6 separate regions of the Mus musculus genome follow, and regions 1, 3, 4, 5 and 6 are each linked to region 2. Evidence: chromatin contacts called from public Hi-C and HiChIP or PLAC-seq data. All regions are on one chromosome and are shown on one strand. The core of a region is the stretch at or near the end of the contact, and the rest is flanking DNA. Distances in the headings are between cores, read along the strand shown. Region 1 overlaps Etv5 (ets variant 5). Region 2 holds the start of Rfc4 (replication factor C (activator 1) 4). Region 3 has its middle 23 kb from the start of Rtp2. Region 4 has its middle 7.5 kb from the start of Sst. Region 5 overlaps Dgkg (diacylglycerol kinase, gamma). Region 6 holds the start of Igf2bp2 (insulin-like growth factor 2 mRNA binding protein 2).

Region 1 (2,795 bases), core at 262-2,761, 720 kb after region 2:
CCAACCCAAAGACAGGGTTTCTCCTCATAGCCCTGGCTGTTCTAGAACTCACTCTATAAACCAGGCTAGTCTCACACTCAGAGAAATCCACCTGCCTCTGCCTCCCAAGTGCTGGGATTAAAGGCACGTGCCACCACTGCCCAGCACCTTTGGGGTTTTTCAAGTCTTCAGAAACTGGGAAACAAGACTCATGATTAAAGAAATTGGGCTGGGAGGGCCCTCATTTAAAATGTCCTGGGGTGATTTTTAAGGAGTTCACTATGTATCTCAGGCTAGCCACAAGCTCACCCTAAGCGCTTAGGTTGCAAGCATTCCGCTGAGGGACCTTAATCGGTTTTTAACAAAAGGTTGCATATTTAGGTGGGGCGGGTTTTCTTGACCTTGAGCTGTAAGAGCTACCTGCTGGGGAAGTTTGTGGGAAGAAGAGTGATTTAGTGAATAAATGCTGTCCCCCCCCCCCTTCTGATTTCAGTGGTGCTTCATGCTCCACCTCCCACCAAGATCAAACGGGAGCTGCACAGCCCCTCCTCCGAGTTGTCGTCCTGTAGCCACGAGCAGGCTCTTGGTGCTAAGTATGGAGAAAAGTGCCTCTACAACTATTGGTAAGGATTGGAGTGGAGACCTAGGGTGGCGGGGGTGGGTGGATGGCATGGAGAGCCTTGCAGAAAAAGGCTCTGGGCACAGCATCAGAAGTATCTATCAGGCCCTAGGGCAGAGCGTCGCCGCCCTGTGGTGTAAGCTTCTAGGTCTAGCTCATTCCACTGAGCCCATTTTATGCTATGCATGAAAGGCAAAACTTTCATTAAAATGCCATGGCTCCACAGGGAGCCATAGACATCCCCGCTAAGGCAAGAGCCTGGAACGCTGGGCCATCAGATCTGTGGCTTTGAGGCAGGTGATATACAGTCTTCCCGTCTATCATATATGTTAATGTGAACTTTTAGGCGGCAAGGAAATAATCTTAAAATCAGAATAAACAAAAAAGGCCCCCATGCTTGTGCCCTTTACTTAAGAATATCCAGGCCTCAGGAATGAGGCTTGAATTTTAATCATTCTTTGCACTTAAAGGTAAACGCAGATCTTCCTGGAACCAGTGAAGGCTTGTTTAATTTAAGCACTGTTACCTTCCACAAAGATTTTTGACCAATTTATAGGAACCCTGGAATATTTTGGAGAGGGGACCAGAGAAGGCCCATAAATTCCCAGCCTCACCCATACACCCCTGCACACACACACACACACACACACACACACAGATCTTTTAGAAGGAGGGAAAAAGGAAACCGGAAGCAGAAGCTAAAATTATCTTGGAGAAAAATCACAAGAAGTGTTAAACAAGTCCTTTGACGCCCCGCGTTTGTCACATTACCGAGGTACAAATATTCCCCTGGGCTGTAGCGATTTCACCGTGTTAATGACGTCATTTCCTGGCAACAATGGGCTGCAAACTGGTTTTCTGCTGGGCCTGGTTACTATGCAAATGCCTCCCTGGAGTTTAATGGATCCTTCTGTCTGTCTCTTTACAGTGCCTACGATAGGAAGCCTCCCTCTGGGTTCAAGCCATTAACCCCGCCCGCCACTCCTCTGTCACCCACCCATCAGAATTCCCTATTTCCCCCACCTCAGGCAACTCTGCCCACCTCAGGTCTCACCCCTGGAGCTGGCCCAGTTCAAGGGGTGGGTCCTGCCCCGACTCCTCACTCACTTCCAGAACCTGGATCACAGCAACAAACATTTGCGGTCCCCCGGCCACCACATCAGCCCCTGCAAATGCCAAAGATGATGCCTGAAAGCCAGTATCCATCAGAACAGAGGTGGGTACCACTCTGAACTAACTTACTCTCTCATGTCCTTTTCTCATCGGGAGAGAGAAGCAGTTAGTCATGTTGGCCAGGTACCTAGAAAGTTCCTACTCCACTAACGCCACTGACACATCAGTGAAGTGAGACTGCAGATGTACTGTGGGTATGGGCTAGTTATATAGCACCCTGTTCAGGAGGTTCTCAGAATGGTTTCTAGGATTGTAACCTCCTTAGGAAGCCTGGGTGGAGGGATGGCTTGCCCAGATGCACAGTCAACCCACCAATTTCTGGGCTCCTCATGAGATACAGCCTGTAAAACTGAGCTTTAGTTTACGCTGCTCCTAATCATGGTATTATTATTATTATTCTACTTGCATTCTGGGAAGAGTCTGAGTTATGGGAGCCATTATTATTCACATTTTAGCATAGTGAACTAAGAATGTTAGTAATAACATCTGCTTTTTTGAGGTAGAAACTTCCCGGTTTCCCTGTAGGTTGGTTTATATTTCTAACAGTTGAAACATCATGGTTATCTGGAGTCCTCCTTCATCAAAAGTAAAGGTAGAGAGGGATTCGGTTTTCTATGTTCATTGTGATAGTCTGGAAATGCGGCCAGGTGTGGACTTACTCATTGCGTGTCAGCTGTTCCTCATCTGTGTTGATAGTGAGATATGGTGACTGATCATGGTGTTAGTAGGATGGGAACCACCTCTCTGTAGGTGAGAGTGGGGGCCTGGAGAAGAGAAGGGCCAGATGGTTCTACCCAGGGTCTGTCTGGAGGTTATTTTGCTTGGTTATGGTCCTGTCCCCACTTTGTCTAACCTGCATGATATAGCTGGCTCATGGTCTTTTCCACGGTCAAGCCAAGAACCACAGAACAGCAATTGTGCTATATAGGGCCCCAGAGGTGATCACCATTTTGGGGGGTATCTGAGATTTGTAACGTGGCAGGGACATTGGTTCATGAGTTTCTCTTGCCACCGAGGGCGCATC
Region 2 (2,739 bases), core at 101-2,600:
ACCTTATAAATACATAGTCCCAGACACCAGAGATTCTGACCTTGTAGGTCTGTTTTGGGACTGAAAGTGTACTTCTGCCAAACCCTGCACAGGCTTCTGATGAAATGCAGCCTTTTAGAATTTTGGTTCTAGAAAATGAGCACAATTAGACAAATTCTACTTCTGGTGGAAACAATGACATTTCATCCACTGTAGGGCAAAGGTTAGTTGAACCCCCTGAGGGCTCAGGGGTTCTATCCAGGAAGGGTGACTATCTTTCACTCCTGTGGCTGGCAAGTTCAGCTCCCAGCAATGCAGTTACTGGAGCAGTCGTCGCTGTTGGACTCGTGTGACAACCACCTCTGCTACCAAAGCTACACTAGGAACTTATTATGCTAACATGAGGACATCTAAGGGCAGAGGCTGGCTAAGAACTGAAAGATTCATTTGGACTAGTAAATCCTTCACAGGACAAGCTGTCTGCTGACAGTTGGTATATACTACAAAGCTTTCAAATTCTTTCTTTTTCGCTTGGTCCACCCCCCCCCCCCCCCAAGATGCTGGAACGCAAACTCCAGTCCTCTGGGAAAGCAGCAAGTCCTTTTAACTGATGAGTTTATCTCCTGCCCGATCACGAGGTTTTTGAGTGGGTCTCGGGAATTACAAAATGCCCATAGAAGATGGTCCTCCCTCCCTACAATAAGCTGATTTTACTGACTGTAAGACATCTGTCCCGGGCTGTGTGTGTTTAAGTATTCCGCTTGCGTGCAAGTACGTGCAGCACACGTATTCAGGGTCTGCAGCCCTGAAGGGAACGTTGGACCCCTGAACTGGAGTTCCAGTTGTGAGCCACCAGATGGCTATCAAAACCCCAAGTATCAAACCGAAGTCCTCCACAAAAGCAGTGAATGCTCTTAAACCGCTGAGCCTTCTCTCTAGCTTCACTTCTAAAAAGCAGTTTGCTCTGTGTCCTTGAATATCGGGGGCAGGGCAGTAGTTCGCACAGTGTCCCCTTCCGGCGAAGGGTCAAGTGAGCACGTCTTGGCCCTGACCTCCGGGCTGACGGACGATGGCAGCAAACCCAAGAAGCCACTGGCTTAATGAAAGCCTCTCCCAGCGTGGGCCCGCCCTAGGCCCGGTCCTTCGAGCAAAGCTTTCTCCTTAGGTCGGCTCCTCCCCGACCGCGCTCTGCAGTGTCTGCTGGGCCGAGGTCTGGCCGCGGAGTCTACACAGGATCACCTCCGCGGAACGCCCCAGATGCACCCAGAAGCCGAGCTTAGCCACCGCTAGCCAAAAAGGGAGCGCGTCACTGGCACCCGCGCGCCGGAAGTGACGTTATTGCGTGGCGCGCTCCCGCCATGCCTTTCGCCGCCGTTCTGTGGCGGGAACCGCGGTGCCAGGGGGACGGTGACGACTGTAAGTGATGGGTCTGAGTGTTCTCAGCCTTTTACAGGCTGGCGGGGACCGGGATGTGACCTCCGCCTTCCCTCTAGGCACAAAGTTAGGGGTCCTTTCAAGGGGAGCTGCCCCATAATGGTTTCTTTTTGTCTTATACCCAGGAGAAGAAGCCATGCAGGCATTTCTGAAAGGCACATCTGTCAGTGCCAAAGCACAACTGACCAAGGACCGGGGGACACCTGCCACTGCAGGAAGCAGTGGAGAAACCAAGAAAGTCAAACCAGTTCCTTGGGTGGAAAAATAGTAAGAACTGCTTGTACTTTTGTTGAAATAACTAATAAGTGCTAGTGGGGTTTTTTTTTTAATGTAAGGGGGACTTTGCTATATTTAGATCACACCTTTGAGGGGTAGGGGGACGCGGTATCACCCAATAATAAGTCTTAGTCCTTGGAGTGATACAGTAGTTGAATTTAATTCTTTAGTTATATAGATGACCTAAGATGTTTATAAAGTGTACAGTTTTAGAGCCCTACAGAAACGAAGAAAGCAATGTTTCTGTGAGCTGGCTATAAACACTTCCACTGAAATCTGACTTTTATCCTTGTATGTATATGGTGAAATTTGTTGGGATCTTGTTGTTGATGTTAAGTACCACTACATTGTCATTTGCTAGATGATACTAGAACCGTCAGCTACGTGGAACCTCTTTGATCACTAAGGATCTTCAGGTTATTTACAAGTCAAACAAGGTCCTCGTGTGTGTTATTTTGCTGTTTCAATATTATTGAGAAGTTCAAATATGAGTACTTCATCTATATCACCCCTCTTCCTGCCCCCAACTCATCCCATAGCCGTCCCCGCAGCAAAGCAAGTGGTGGTCCCATTCAGATCATCGGGCTTTGAAAGCTCGCACTTACCTGTTGGGAATCTCGCTAACCTTAATCTAGGCAAGCACTCTACCACTGTTCTATACTCCGGCCCATAGATCTATAGTTTTCACATGTTTAAAATTTATCGTTGAGGAAGGAGGATGCATGCCATCACAAGCATGCTTCGACTCCCAGGTGGAGTAAGTTCTTAGCTGCCCTGTGTATTCCGTGTGTCAAACTTGGATCATCAGACTTGGCAGTAAGTGCCTTTGCCTGCTGAGCCATCTTACCACTCCAAAACTACCTACCTACCTACCTATCTATCTATCTATGTGTGTATATGTATGCATGTGTGTGTATGTATGTGTGTGTATATATATATATGTATATGTATATATATATATATATATATATATATATATATAATTTTTTTTTTAACAAGGAGGTGGGGAAGGGAGGACCTAGGGTTCAGCTTCTCCAGTCAGACGGCTCT
Region 3 (2,700 bases), core at 4-2,503, 830 kb before region 2:
TTACCCCTTCTTAACTCACGGCAGACCTGGCCCAATGTGGACCCAGCAATGGTAGTGCGTTTAAGGATTTCAGATGTATCCCGTCATCCACTGTCGCGTCCGCTCTCGACCAGCAAGAACGACACGACCACCAGTTCTTCTAACAGCAGTTTATTCAGCAAGCTTCAGTCATCATCTCTCGCTTCATCTTTTTCTCCCCTGAACCCCGGGCCTCTCACTCTTATATACTCTCAGTCCCCATTCACTCATGGCAGGCCACATCACCTCACCAGGCACACAGCTTCAGCCAATCAGGGTGGCAGGGGCGCGTCTCCACCAAATATGGACTTGTTTACACCGCCAGCATCATGGTGCACCTGCGCAGCTTTCACAATGGTCATGGCAATTTTCAGGTGTATGAGGAAGTCAGGTGCAAGTCATAAGAATTAGCTGCTGCCACACCCGCTCCTCACAATCCACTTGTTTTTGAGGTAGCTATCACTTTTTATCTTATCCTGCCCTCAAACTCACAGCAATATTTGGGCCTCAGCTCCTCAGTGCTGATATTACAGGCATGGAACACCACTCCCAACTCTCTGCTTGGTCTTTACTTGTATTTTATTTGTTTTTTACTCTCATAGATGTGTGCTGTATTTACAACATTTCCTCTTTCCTCTCCTCTGTCCAAGCTTCCTATACCCTGCCACTCTCAAATTCATAACATCTTATTTCCTTTATCATTCTTACACACACACACACACACACACACACACACACACACACACACGTATAAACACAGCAATGTTGTTCTTCTGTGTATGTTTGTATGGCTGATGACTTGGCATAGGATAACCAATTGGGATTACCAATTCATCCTAGGCTGATTTTCCCAGTTTTAGCAACTCTTGGCTTCCCATTTTGAGACTAGTTTTACTTGTGTAGTCTGGAGAATGGCCACAAGGTGGCAGTGTAGGACAAGCAGTGGCTATTTTGCCCCCCCCCCCTTCCCCACTTCCCCAGTGTAAATCAGGCCCAGCTGTGTTTTGGAATTGTTCTCCCTCGAACCCCTTTGTCTTCTTGTAGCTCATTCACCCCAAGTGACTAGTGGTTCATGGGGTGCGATTTAAGGTCCCACTTGAGAGCGTAAATTTCCACTCTGGCTGTCTTTGAATTGTAGGTTTCTAGTTTTCCTTGATAAACGTGGAAGTCCTGTCCCAGTTCTCAGCCAAAGGAGGCCATTCTCTACTAGAGCCCTTCAAATAATACTGCTAATGAGCATAGTGCTCTTTCTAGGTCAGCGAAGCACTGTCGGATCCAAGAGCTTTGATCCTCATCACAATCTTGCTGGCTAAAAAAAAACAAGACAAGAAAACCCCACCTTATCTGACAGGAGCAAATGGAGATTGGAAGGAGCTAAGAACGCTGGGCTGGGTGATGGCCAACCTTGGGCCCCAGGGGGCAGAGCCACTCCTTGGAACACCGTGCCCCTGTTTCTGCACAGTCCTGGGCACAGCTTTTCTATTGTACAGCATAGCTTAAGATAATGGAGCCTCTCAGAATTGAAAGGTTTTGGGGAGTGATAGTGCGAACTCTGGATGGAGTCAGAGCGGAAGCCCCCAGGAACACCCAGAATTCACCAGCTTTACGGTTACCAAGGCTGTGGAACTGGCACACCTCTATTGCTACCCTTCAGTGATGGCCAGAAGTGCTCCCAAGAATCATTCAGACCATGCCCCGGGCTGTGGGTGGCTGTAGAGACTTAGCAAATCTTTGCTGCGGATCGTGCACATGGTCCTAGCTCAAGATCTCCACTGTTGACCAGCTTCAGGCGTTGCTGGGGAAGTTTGTTGTCCTCAGGCTTGGGTTTCTAGCTGCAGCCTAGAAGACCACACTGGCGATTTCCAGAACAAGCTCCCTCCCCTACGTGCTGGCTGTCAAAGTTTCTTTTCTGTTGCTGTAATGAAATACTCTACAGAAGAAACTTAATGGACAAGACGTTTGCTCTTTCTCACACTTCCAGGGTACAGTCCACTGTGGCAAGAACTAGAAGCAACTGTTAAGATCACATCTGCACTCAGGAAGCAAAGAGGGGCCCTTGAATGCAGGCTGCTAGGGAATGGTGCCACCTACAGTGTGTGTGTGTGTGTGTGTGTGTGTGTGTGTGTGTGTGTGTGTGTGTGAATAGTGCCACCTACAGTGAGTGTGTGTGCATGTGTGTGTGTGCATGGTGCCACCTACAGTGTGTGTGTGAATGCCACCTACAGTGTGCATGTGTGTGTGAATAGTGCCACCGACAGTGAGTGAGTGTGTGTGTGTGAATGGTGCCACATGCAGTGTGTGTGTACATGTGTGCATGTGTGTATGAATGGTGTCACCTGCAGTGTGTGTGTGTGCATGTGTGTGTGAATGGTGCCACGTACAGTGAGTGTGTATGTGAATGGTACCACCTACAGTGTGTGTGTGTGTGTGTGTGTGTGTGTGTGTGTGTAGGGCCTTCTCAGTGCAATTAATGACATGAAGACATTCCCCCACAGGCACGCCCAAAGGTCCATCTCCTAGGCGATTCTAGGGTCTGTAAATTGACTCTGATGCCCCATCTAAGTGGGTGGACTCTGAGACAAGGGGCTGTGCTCACTGGAGTGCTCAGGAAATGTCAATCACTCACTGAGACCACAGAGCTCCAGCTGCTGAAAGGCAGCTCTCTCATCTCTTGCTCCTGGA
Region 4 (2,700 bases), core at 32-2,531, 770 kb before region 2:
GCACTTGGAGGTCTGAGCTTGGCTCTAGGAATGCAGTGGAGGTGGGCCGGAATCATGATCCCAGTGTAGTGTAGATCTTACACAGCTCTCTGGGCCGCTCTGAGCCAGGGGGAAAGCAGAGAGCTAGGCTTAGTGTTTGTATTCCCCACGGCTGCCATTATGTACCACAAAGTTAGAGAGGTTAGGATGGAGACACGAATTTGAGGAGAAGGGTACTACTCAGTTTACTACAGCCAGTAAACTGCGTTTCGGTAAGCAGAGAGCCAGGGAGCTCTGTGATGAGCTTGTCCTAAAAGGGTGGAAGAGAAGAGGTCAGAACCAGGTCCCAAAGTGGTGGACTGGCTGCTGCCAGAGACCCCATCAGGACTGAGTAGCTGCAGGGGAAGCTTTGAGCCTGGAACTCCAGTGGCCCAGCTTTCTGCAGTGTGGGGGATTCAGCCCCCGCAGTCACACATTTCTTCATTGAAGATTAAACTGGAAGCATCCTAATCCATTGTAAATGCTTAAAAGAAGCTATTTGAGAACTATATGCTAGCGAGCACTAGCGAGAGAGGGTTGCAGGTCAGGAAGGGTCCTTGGTTCTTAGGATGGGGCAAGACTGCGAGCTCTGAAAGCGCCGGTTAGGCAGTGGAAAGAAGAGCCACAAGGGGGCGCGCCCAATACACAAGATCCCTTTCCCTCCTCCAGAGATGTGAGCTCTGTGGATCTCAAGGTGAGAAGGCAGCAGCTTCTTCGAAATGTGTCATTGACTGTAAACAGGTCTGTACTGGAGCGTTCAAACCTAATGCAGGAGGAGACTGAGTTCCAGAACGATCGATTACCTTTTAAGTTTGTTCTCCTTTCCAGTTCTCGTTCTTAGGAAACTTTCTGGCATCAATTAGGCGGCATTCCTGAAGGACATGTGCTTCTTCTGTCTTGGCCGTCCCTGTGCAAAGAGCCCTAAACCTATTTGGGAAGGCCAGAGGGAATAACACTGCATTTAGAAATGGTTGGTTGTCCCTTTTAGTAATCTTTTTATTTCATGGTTCAGTGAAAAAGAAAATTCGCGTTATTGGTTAAACCTTGTTTGGCTGCCTAGCACAGACTATGACTCGAAGTGTTCAAAAACTGCAAGTTTGAAGGAAGAATTGATGTTGCGTGTTTCTGTGTGCCTCCTGCATCGAGCACCTTGCCTATGACATTGAGAACGTTTTAAAGTGAAACAATGAAGAAAACCTGCCCTGGGCTTTTAAGACGGCTGTCTGCTATCGGTGGAGCCAGCAGAGGGCAGAGGAGCTCAGTTTAACAGTTGGATCCTCTCCTCTGAGAGCAGCCCGAGACAGCACAGCAGGTCTGGCTGGATTTATGAGATTAGGAAACACCCAAAAGGACACAGACACAGCAGGAAAGCCTGGAGGAGCAATTTCCACATCTCTGCCCGTTAATCACCAAAGCTTCTCCCATCGGGTAATACCCTTGTCAGGAAACTAGGCTCTGCTCTAGGCAGCTGTGGGTCCGCAGAGAAAAGAACGGGAGCTACCATGAGCGCATCTTGGTCCTCGACCACTCGGGAAGGGAGCCAAGGATGAGTGCAGTACTTGTCACCAGGAAAGACTGCAGAGCCCAGTGATATCAGGTTCTGAATAGCGAAAGCCAGGCAGCCCCCAGAGGCTTGCTTGGTTTCAGTTTTCCTGTATGTAAATCGAGGTGCTTTTTAAGGCTCTGGTCTATAGGCTAGGGCACATTTCTGACCCCATCCCTGCCTCTGCCCTCAACTCTTAGAGAAAGAAGTATTGAGAAATCCAATGAGCAGGCACTCTGGACTCACAAAGTCACACCCATGAGAGAAAGGGAGAAAGAGCAGAGATGTGATGGAGAGAGGAAGAGACAAGGAGATTCAGGAAAGCAGCAAGCAAGCTGGGAGAAGAGATTGCCAGGGAAAACAGCAAGGAGGCAGAGGTGGCCATGAAGAGGAGGAAAGCACAGGGAGGAAAAGACAAACATGGATGAGAGAAGGGAGCAAGCAGAGGAAGACAGCCCAGCCGGGCAGGGGACAGGGCTGGGCAGTGGCCTGTGACCACAGATTTCCAGGGTGGCGAAATCCCCGCTTGATGACAAGCTTTGAATGCGAGCCAGACTTATATCAGGGCTGCCACTGTGGTGCCCAGACAGTCCCCTCGTGAAGCCAAGATCAAGAATCAGGCTCAGATTTGAATGTGAGAAAGCTAAAGCTGATTTAATTGGGCCCTTTGTGTTCATATGGCTTCTATCAGTCTGTCTCAGTGTGGAGGACTCCAAATCACGGTGAGGATGTTGTCTGGCAACTGTGCGGAGGAGGAGGAGGAGGAGGAGGAGGAGGAGGAGGAGGAGGAGGAGGAGGAAGCAGTGATACCTAGTGGGATTCTTCAGACCCACTGATGGAAGGCTCTGGCTAAGACTATTCCTCCTTGCTGACTGCACTGGGAAAATTCTTGGAATACCTCAGTGTTAAGCCTCTGAAAGTAGCAAGGCAGGTGGGAAGGCTCTACCACATGTCAGGGAGACACAGACCTTGGCTTGGTTTCATTCCACAGGGACGTCTTGAGCAGACCTGAGAGAAACAAGTGAAGGTTTCCAGAGGGACCAGTGAGCCCACAAAGAGAAGCTCCGTAGATGACAGGCAAGGAGATCTCTTCCTGGCCCCTCCCTCTAAGAGGATGGGTTGGATGAAGTAGCAGAGGT
Region 5 (2,700 bases), core at 111-2,610, 580 kb after region 2:
AGAGATTTCTGATTGGCTGCTGCAGTCACTTCTGGGCAAATCTAAATCAGCTCCTTGTTTCTGGGCTGTCCTGTCTCCAACCAATTAGTTAGTTAATTTCGAGTGTTCAGCATCTGCCTCCACAGTGCTCGATTGGGACTGTGTGATAAGGGGGCAGTACACACTCTTCTGCTGGGCTCGTTAGGAGGTGCAGGAGGCTAAGAGTGAAGAACCGAGTTCAGCTTGGATCCTATTCTGGCCTATAGGTCCTGGAGCCCCACCATGTCAACACCAGTCACAACCATGAGCACTCACAGATAGCTGTAATGGGAGTGTGGGATGCAGATAGGACTCTGGGCTGGACTCTGGTTCCAACCTGAGAAATGGGACACCCAGAAACACAGTGTCATGGAGCGTCGTGGTGAGTTCTGTGGTACAGATAGCCAGCCATGCAGCCAAAGTGGGGGGTGGGGCAACAGATTGGATAGGAAAGGATCAAGATTGTCGCTAGCTTCAGAGGCAGTCCTGTGGATAGAATGATTAATAGGCAGAAGTTAGACGTTTAATACACTTTTGTTGTCTGCTAAACGCACTATCCAGTACTATTGTTAATTGTTTTGGGTGAAACAGACAACAAAGAGTTAATACCAGCGACAGCTTTGGGTTTGATAATGTGCTGTTATATAAGATGTTATCATCGCTGGACGCTGGGTGAGTGGGACATGAGAAAAAGTACTATTTTTGCAACTTCTCATGAAATAGTCCTCACTTTATGTCACCACCCATCACCACACCACACCACACCACACCACACCACACCACACCACACCACACCTCACCACACCTCACCCACTCCTCACTGGCTTCTGGCTTCACCTGAGGAGAGCCCCTCACTCTTCTCTTTAGAGCCTGCTCTTGCCTGTGTTTACAAAGGCTGAACTGTGGCCACTCACTGGGCTTGAGATACTGTGATGAGTGCCAGGCTCTGAGGCAACCAAGTGAGGCTCTCAAAGGACGGAGTGGTGGCACTAGCTTACGCCTGGACGCGGTGCTGTGCCCCTATGATTTGGAGTCTCTGGAATCTGGGCCTTCCAGGGGCATATATGTGTGTCTTCCCACCATACCTCATGGCCACAATCACTAACCAGGCTTTTCTTGCCTTCTTTTCTTCCGTTTCCAGGATGCTTCAATTGCACACAGATTCCATATGATGAGAGAGAAACACCCTGAAAAATTCAACAGCAGGTAAGCGAGCTCGCTGGCTGCCGTGGTGGCACCCCGCCTGCCCGGCACTGCAGCCAGTGCGGGCCTCCCACCTGCTACCACGGAAATGTCCTTGGCCTGGGTCGACCGCCAGGGGACTTCGCTTTCCTGCCACGTTGCCGGAAGGAGGGTTTCCATTTCTAAGAAGGAAAAAAAAAAAAAAATGTCAGAAACCTGCCACAGCCTAGCTGCCGGTCCCCTCCCGCAGGAACTGAACAGAGGGAGGGGTCTGGGACGGCATGAGTGGCAGGGAGCCTGCCTTTGGCCTCCTGGAACCCCTCCAGGAACTTAGAGGTTTCCTCTCAAAAGCCAGCGTCTCGCAGGGGATTGGGGGAGCGAAAGGCTCTGCTAGGGTCTTAGACCCGAGAAGGTGCCAGGCACTCTCCTGGACAGCAGAGGGCAGCAGTGAGGTCCCTACAATGCTGTGACCATCGAGGGCATCACAGCGGCTTCCTATTGGCTCCTGCATGCCTGGAGATTGGGTTCAAACTGGAAAGAAAAGAGAAAACCAAATCCATTGCAAGAGAACCCAAATCTGTCTTGCAAAGCGAATGAAATTTACCAGAACCGCGAGGTAACTGGCAAACAATTACCATGGAGTTGTCCATTTTCCTTTTCTTGCTCATTTCTCTCTCTTCTATGACGCTATCGTCTTTGTTGTACTGATTTGAAGATCATGCCTGGATTCCACGCCTAGCCCCAGGCAGGTGGGCAGCAGTGGGATAATGACTTGGGCTTGATCTTTGAACCTCACGGGTTGCTATTGCGTGAGGCCGCAGAATTCTCCTCAAAGCAGAAGTTCGGGTGTTATTTGAGGACATTTCCCTACCAGCTCAGCCCCTGACTCCACAGCCTGGGAGCTATACCAGGAAGAGGCTGAGAACAGTGAGGTAATGTCAAACCCGGATCTAACAGCATCTGAACTGTATTAGGGTGACATTCGGTCTCACTCAGACCCTGGACCCACAGCATACTACAAACATGTCTTGCCAGCCCTTGTTGTCTATAGTCACCAATGGGCAATGACAACCCTTCCTCCACCTCATCACCCCCGGGCATGCATGCAACCACTATTTTTAAACCACTATCATATTTTATTAAAGTATTTACATGGAAGAGTCCTATTTACACTGGGAAAGTAGGCAAGCTTTAAGATGTTTAAAAGTCAAATACAAATTTGTTAATGACAAGAAAAGATGACAGGCATAAAACCCAAGTTCAGTTGTGCCCAAAGCTTTGAGATCATTGGTATTGTGACTATTGAGAGTCTGCACCCTTAGCAGGCATGTGGTGTAGGCTCAGAGATAAGTAGGTGCCAGAAGGAACCTTTCTCAAGAGACCAGATCTCCTGACAATAGGTAGTTTACGTGCTGGTTTCGAAGCTTCTTGTTTCGCCTCTTCAAGTCTTTTTCTGAGGTGACCTTGAGCTCCATTGATGGGCCAGGCAGCATGGAGTGG
Region 6 (2,922 bases), core at 220-2,719, 960 kb after region 2:
TTTGGCCACAAACACTTGACATGTTTGAAAATGTAATGCAACAACCAAAAAGGCTCCCTAACCTTTCAGCCAGGGAGAACACCAACCCGTGGTAATTCCTTGTCTTCTGTAGCCTGTAACTATGACTTACTGTGAATGGGCAAACATAGCCTTACAAAGATGACGGCCTAATTAGCAGCCTCCGTGTAAATAATCTGAAGGCGGCTTCCAGTCTGCCGTGAGTTGTGCAGCACTCACAAGTTGTTTTCACTGGCGAGCTTCTTCCACATTTTACTCAGGAAGCATCTATCCCTGGTTTATCTGTCAGTCTGGGCAACACTATCAAAGCCCTATTCCCAGTTCTAGAAGCAGTAAAGTCCAGAGAGGAAAATGTGTGGATAGTTGATGAAAGCTAGAATTGAGATGTCAGTAAATATCTAGATGAGAAAGAATCATCCATCACTTCCTTATCAAGACAAGTAATTAAGGACCGCTCCCCCTGTCCTGTCCACCCAGCTTTTAAGTTTCCCTGGGTAAAGAAATGGAAGCAGAGTGCAGTGTGTCACACATTACTCAGCTAGCCTTTTATGTCACCCTCACAAGGGGTGGTTGTTTTATTTTCTCTAGGGATAAAAGTTAGGCTCAGGGATGTTGGCACACTTTGGGGCATACTGCTGGATCTGAGTATAGAGGAGACAGACCCTATGGCCCATGGTGACTTCTCCACCCAGACATACCTCCCAACACGTAAGCCTTCTAAAAAACCAAGGAACACTTCCCGGATCACACAGAAGTCCAAAGCCATCTCACCTCAAAATCCCTCCGTTCTTTTCTGGAGCCCTTTATTTCTACGATTCCCACGGAGCCATGTGACTTAGATTGCCGCTTGGCAATCTGTCTGGCTCCTTCCCGGGAGAGGGACTAGGACCCTGCCTCTTCCGTCCTCCGCGTGGAAGGACAACTTTCTTCTCCAGTTCCTTCCCTCTCCAGTTCCTTCCAGAGTTCAGGGAACGCCTACCAAGCCTGGGACTGAAACCCGCCCCTCAGCCTGTGCATCGTCACCTCGGCCATCACCTGGCCTCGGGTCTGGCTCTCCTTTCTTGGTTGGGGAAACCGAGGCTCGGCGCCACGGTAACTTTACTAGAATACACGGTCTGGGGGAGGGGACCCGTGTGTTCCTCCGTCCTTTGACCACATGCGCCCCCTTCTTCCAAGAGCTTGGCTCGCAGCGAGTCTCTAGATCGGTGCGTGGCTCGGGACGCGCGAGGAAAGTTGTCAGCCCTAGCGTGCAGAGCTCTCCTCAAGGTGCACCTCACTCTGGCCCCGCGCCCACGTCGCGTCCACCTTGCACACACCCCGCCCACGTCCGCGCCCCTCACCTCCCGCGCGCCGCCTGGCTCCGCCGCTCCCGGCCCCGTTGGGGCCGCCGCCGCTTCCGCCCGCCGGGCGCGCAGCCTGGGAGCGCCGAGCCCTCGGAGCGCGCGGCGCGGGACGGGCAGGGCGCGCACTCTCGGCGGTGCACACGCCGCTCCAACTCTCAGGCGCGCGGGGTGCGTCCGCCCGCCGCCGCCGCCCCGGCACCGGGAGGCAGAGCAAGCGCTTTGTCCGCACGCCCGCTCGGGACTCTGCCCGGAGGAGGCAGCCGCGCCGAGTCCCCGCCTCCGCCTCTGCCCCCGGGCGGGCCGGGCCGGCCGCGGTGGGGGGAGCCAGGCTGAGGGCGAGGGTGGGGGCGGGGGCGGGCGCAGGAGGAGAGAGGAGGGCAGCGGAGGCGGCGGGAGCGCCGGGTGCCGGGCCGGGGGAGCCGCGGGCTCTCGGGAAGACGCGGATGATGAACAAGCTGTACATTGGGAACCTGAGCCCCGCCGTCACCGCCGACGACCTCCGGCAGCTCTTCGGGGACAGGAAGCTGCCCCTGGCGGGACAGGTCCTACTCAAGTCCGGCTACGCCTTCGTGGACTACCCCGACCAGAACTGGGCCATCCGCGCCATCGAGACCCTCTCGGGTGAGCACTCGGCGCAGCCCACGCCGCGCCTCGCCGGCTCGGGACGGCGGCAGCGGGGAGGCCGAGCCCCATGGGCCGCGCCCGCCGCGACTCCCGAGCCCTCACGCTCACTTTCACGCACCAGCCCCGCGACTCTCGCGGCGGGCTGGCTCCGGGATGGCCGGCTGCCCTGCCCCCACCGCGGGGGCTAACACAGACCCTTGGGCCTCAGAGTCGAGGCGACCCTGTGCCCCTCCGAGGGTCCCCAGGCTCGCTGGCTCCCTAGGAGCGCCCCTGGAGTGCCCAGCTGCTCTCCAGAGCTTCCCCCGCCCCCACCTTTGCAGAGTCCCCCGTTTTTCTTTTTCTAGACCCTTCTAGTACCCCCTTTGCCAGGGACCCCCCCAAATCCAGCATCTCTCCTCCTAGCCAGACCTTCCTTCTTCCCATGCCTCGTGCCAAAGACCTCTCGCCCTCTGTCGTCTCCCAAGCCGCACTCTCCTTTTGAGACCCCCTCTTGTCTTCTGGCCCCCCACTTTCGGCATCTCCTCGACTTCACCTACTGAACCCTTCGAGGTCTTGGGGTTTTTCCCCACCTGGCCCTTGTCGGACCGCACATCTCCCTCGGTCCTTTCCCGAAGCTCAGTTCCCTCTCTCTGGTCTCGGAAGCGCTCCTATTTTTCCCTGAATTTTTTGTCCGATTTTATTGAGAAGAACTCGGGGCTGGGGGCTTTCCGCCTCCCGTCTCCCCGCCTCCTGCTCGGCCAGGAGCACCTTTTTACGAGGTACCCTGTCTCAACTCGGTGGGGGCCCGGGCTGAGAACCGGGAAAGAGGCGACCGGGGGGCCCGCGAGCGCGCTGGAGCCCGGACGGGAGTCGGAGCGCGACACTCGCCCGCGCGCGCGCTCCCAGCTCGCATCCCGCACACGCACGCGGCGGGCCACGCTCCCGGGGGCCTGGGACC

Evidence for each region. HiChIP or PLAC-seq counts read pairs in DNA pulled down with a chosen protein or histone mark. Hi-C and Micro-C count contacts between places; a contact is called where the count stands out from the background.
Region 1: an H3K27ac HiChIP or PLAC-seq map of embryonic stem cells shows a contact between it and region 2, with 4 times the contacts expected there. The contact joins the enhancer-like site here to the promoter of Rfc4 in region 2. A contact is called at or near these places in 4 of 39 promoter capture datasets (the C10 cell line, hippocampal neurons and neural stem cells), 1 of 484 Hi-C or Micro-C datasets (embryonic stem cells) and 2 of 115 datasets of contacts at active chromatin or transcription factors (both in embryonic stem cells).
Region 3: a contact with region 2 is called in an H3K4me3 HiChIP or PLAC-seq map of embryonic stem cells, with 8 times the contacts expected there. The contact joins the enhancer-like site here to the promoter of Rfc4 in region 2. A contact is called at or near these places in 8 of 39 promoter capture datasets (3T3-L1-derived adipocytes, the HPC-7 cell line, embryonic stem cells and 5 more), 7 of 484 Hi-C or Micro-C datasets (the HL-1 cell line, cranial neural crest, embryonic fibroblasts and 3 more) and 4 of 115 datasets of contacts at active chromatin or transcription factors (astrocytes, embryonic forebrain, embryonic stem cells and 1 more).
Region 4: a CTCF HiChIP or PLAC-seq map of the NIH/3T3 cell line shows a contact between it and region 2, with 8 read pairs. The contact joins the enhancer-like site here to the promoter of Rfc4 in region 2. A contact is called at or near these places in 10 of 39 promoter capture datasets (the 3T3-L1 cell line, 3T3-L1-derived adipocytes, the C10 cell line and 6 more), 1 of 15 datasets of contacts at CTCF or cohesin (the NIH/3T3 cell line), 3 of 484 Hi-C or Micro-C datasets (the HPC-7 cell line, embryonic fibroblasts and muscle stem cells) and 4 of 115 datasets of contacts at active chromatin or transcription factors (astrocytes, embryonic stem cells, large pre-B cells and 1 more).
Region 5: a Hi-C map of pre-B cells shows a contact between it and region 2, with 6 times the contacts expected there. The contact joins the enhancer-like site here to the promoter of Rfc4 in region 2. A contact is called at or near these places in 4 of 39 promoter capture datasets (the C10 cell line, cranial neural crest, embryonic stem cells and 1 more), 5 of 484 Hi-C or Micro-C datasets (the G1E-ER4 cell line, embryonic limb bud, embryonic stem cells and 2 more) and 3 of 115 datasets of contacts at active chromatin or transcription factors (double positive thymocytes, extraembryonic endoderm stem cells and pancreatic cancer cells).
Region 6: a FOXA1 HiChIP or PLAC-seq map of pancreatic cancer cells shows a contact between it and region 2. The contact joins the promoter of Igf2bp2 here to the promoter of Rfc4 in region 2.

What each region holds. Positions count from the first base shown.
Region 1 is chr16:22,410,652-22,413,446 of GRCm38.p6, reverse strand. Etv5 (ets variant 5) reads left to right here. Exons shown (of 13, transcript NM_023794.2): 6 at 473-602; 7 at 1,527-1,814. Among named protein-coding and RNA genes, the nearest start is that of Etv5, 28 kb to the left of the region's middle. Within about 2 kb of position 1,511, at least 25 of the 459 cell types and tissues checked have an H3K27ac peak or open chromatin away from gene starts, as enhancers often do. A contact at or near this core is called in embryonic stem cells, where this site is marked.
Region 2 is chr16:23,126,341-23,129,079 of GRCm38.p6, reverse strand. It overlaps Rfc4 (replication factor C (activator 1) 4), which reads left to right and starts at 1,350. Exons shown (of 11, transcript NM_145480.1): 1 at 1,350-1,395; 2 at 1,539-1,680. The coding sequence starts at 1,550.
Region 3 is chr16:23,952,139-23,954,838 of GRCm38.p6, reverse strand. No RefSeq gene overlaps it. Among named protein-coding and RNA genes, the nearest start is that of Rtp2, 23 kb to the right of the region's middle. Within about 2 kb of position 1,253, at least 17 of the 459 cell types and tissues checked have an H3K27ac peak or open chromatin away from gene starts, as enhancers often do.
Region 4 is chr16:23,897,007-23,899,706 of GRCm38.p6, reverse strand. No RefSeq gene overlaps it. Among named protein-coding and RNA genes, the nearest start is that of Sst, 7.5 kb to the right of the region's middle. Within about 2 kb of position 1,281, at least 58 of the 459 cell types and tissues checked have an H3K27ac peak or open chromatin away from gene starts, as enhancers often do. A contact at or near this core is called in the HPC-7 cell line, the NIH/3T3 cell line, embryonic fibroblasts and 1 more, where this site is marked.
Region 5 is chr16:22,547,176-22,549,875 of GRCm38.p6, reverse strand. It overlaps Dgkg (diacylglycerol kinase, gamma), which reads left to right. Exons shown (of 25, transcript NM_138650.2): 20 at 1,160-1,224. Gm15651 (a long non-coding RNA gene) reads right to left here. Exons shown (of 3, transcript XR_384735.4): 1 at 1,296-2,700; 2 at 1-1,205. Among named protein-coding and RNA genes, the nearest start is that of Gm15651, 8.5 kb to the right of the region's middle. Within about 2 kb of position 1,360, at least 168 of the 459 cell types and tissues checked have an H3K27ac peak or open chromatin away from gene starts, as enhancers often do. A contact at or near this core is called in embryonic stem cells, extraembryonic endoderm stem cells, muscle stem cells and 2 more, where this site is marked.
Region 6 is chr16:22,161,846-22,164,767 of GRCm38.p6, reverse strand. Igf2bp2 (insulin-like growth factor 2 mRNA binding protein 2) reads left to right here and starts at 1,469. Exons shown (of 16, transcript NM_183029.2): 1 at 1,469-1,982. The coding sequence starts at 1,805.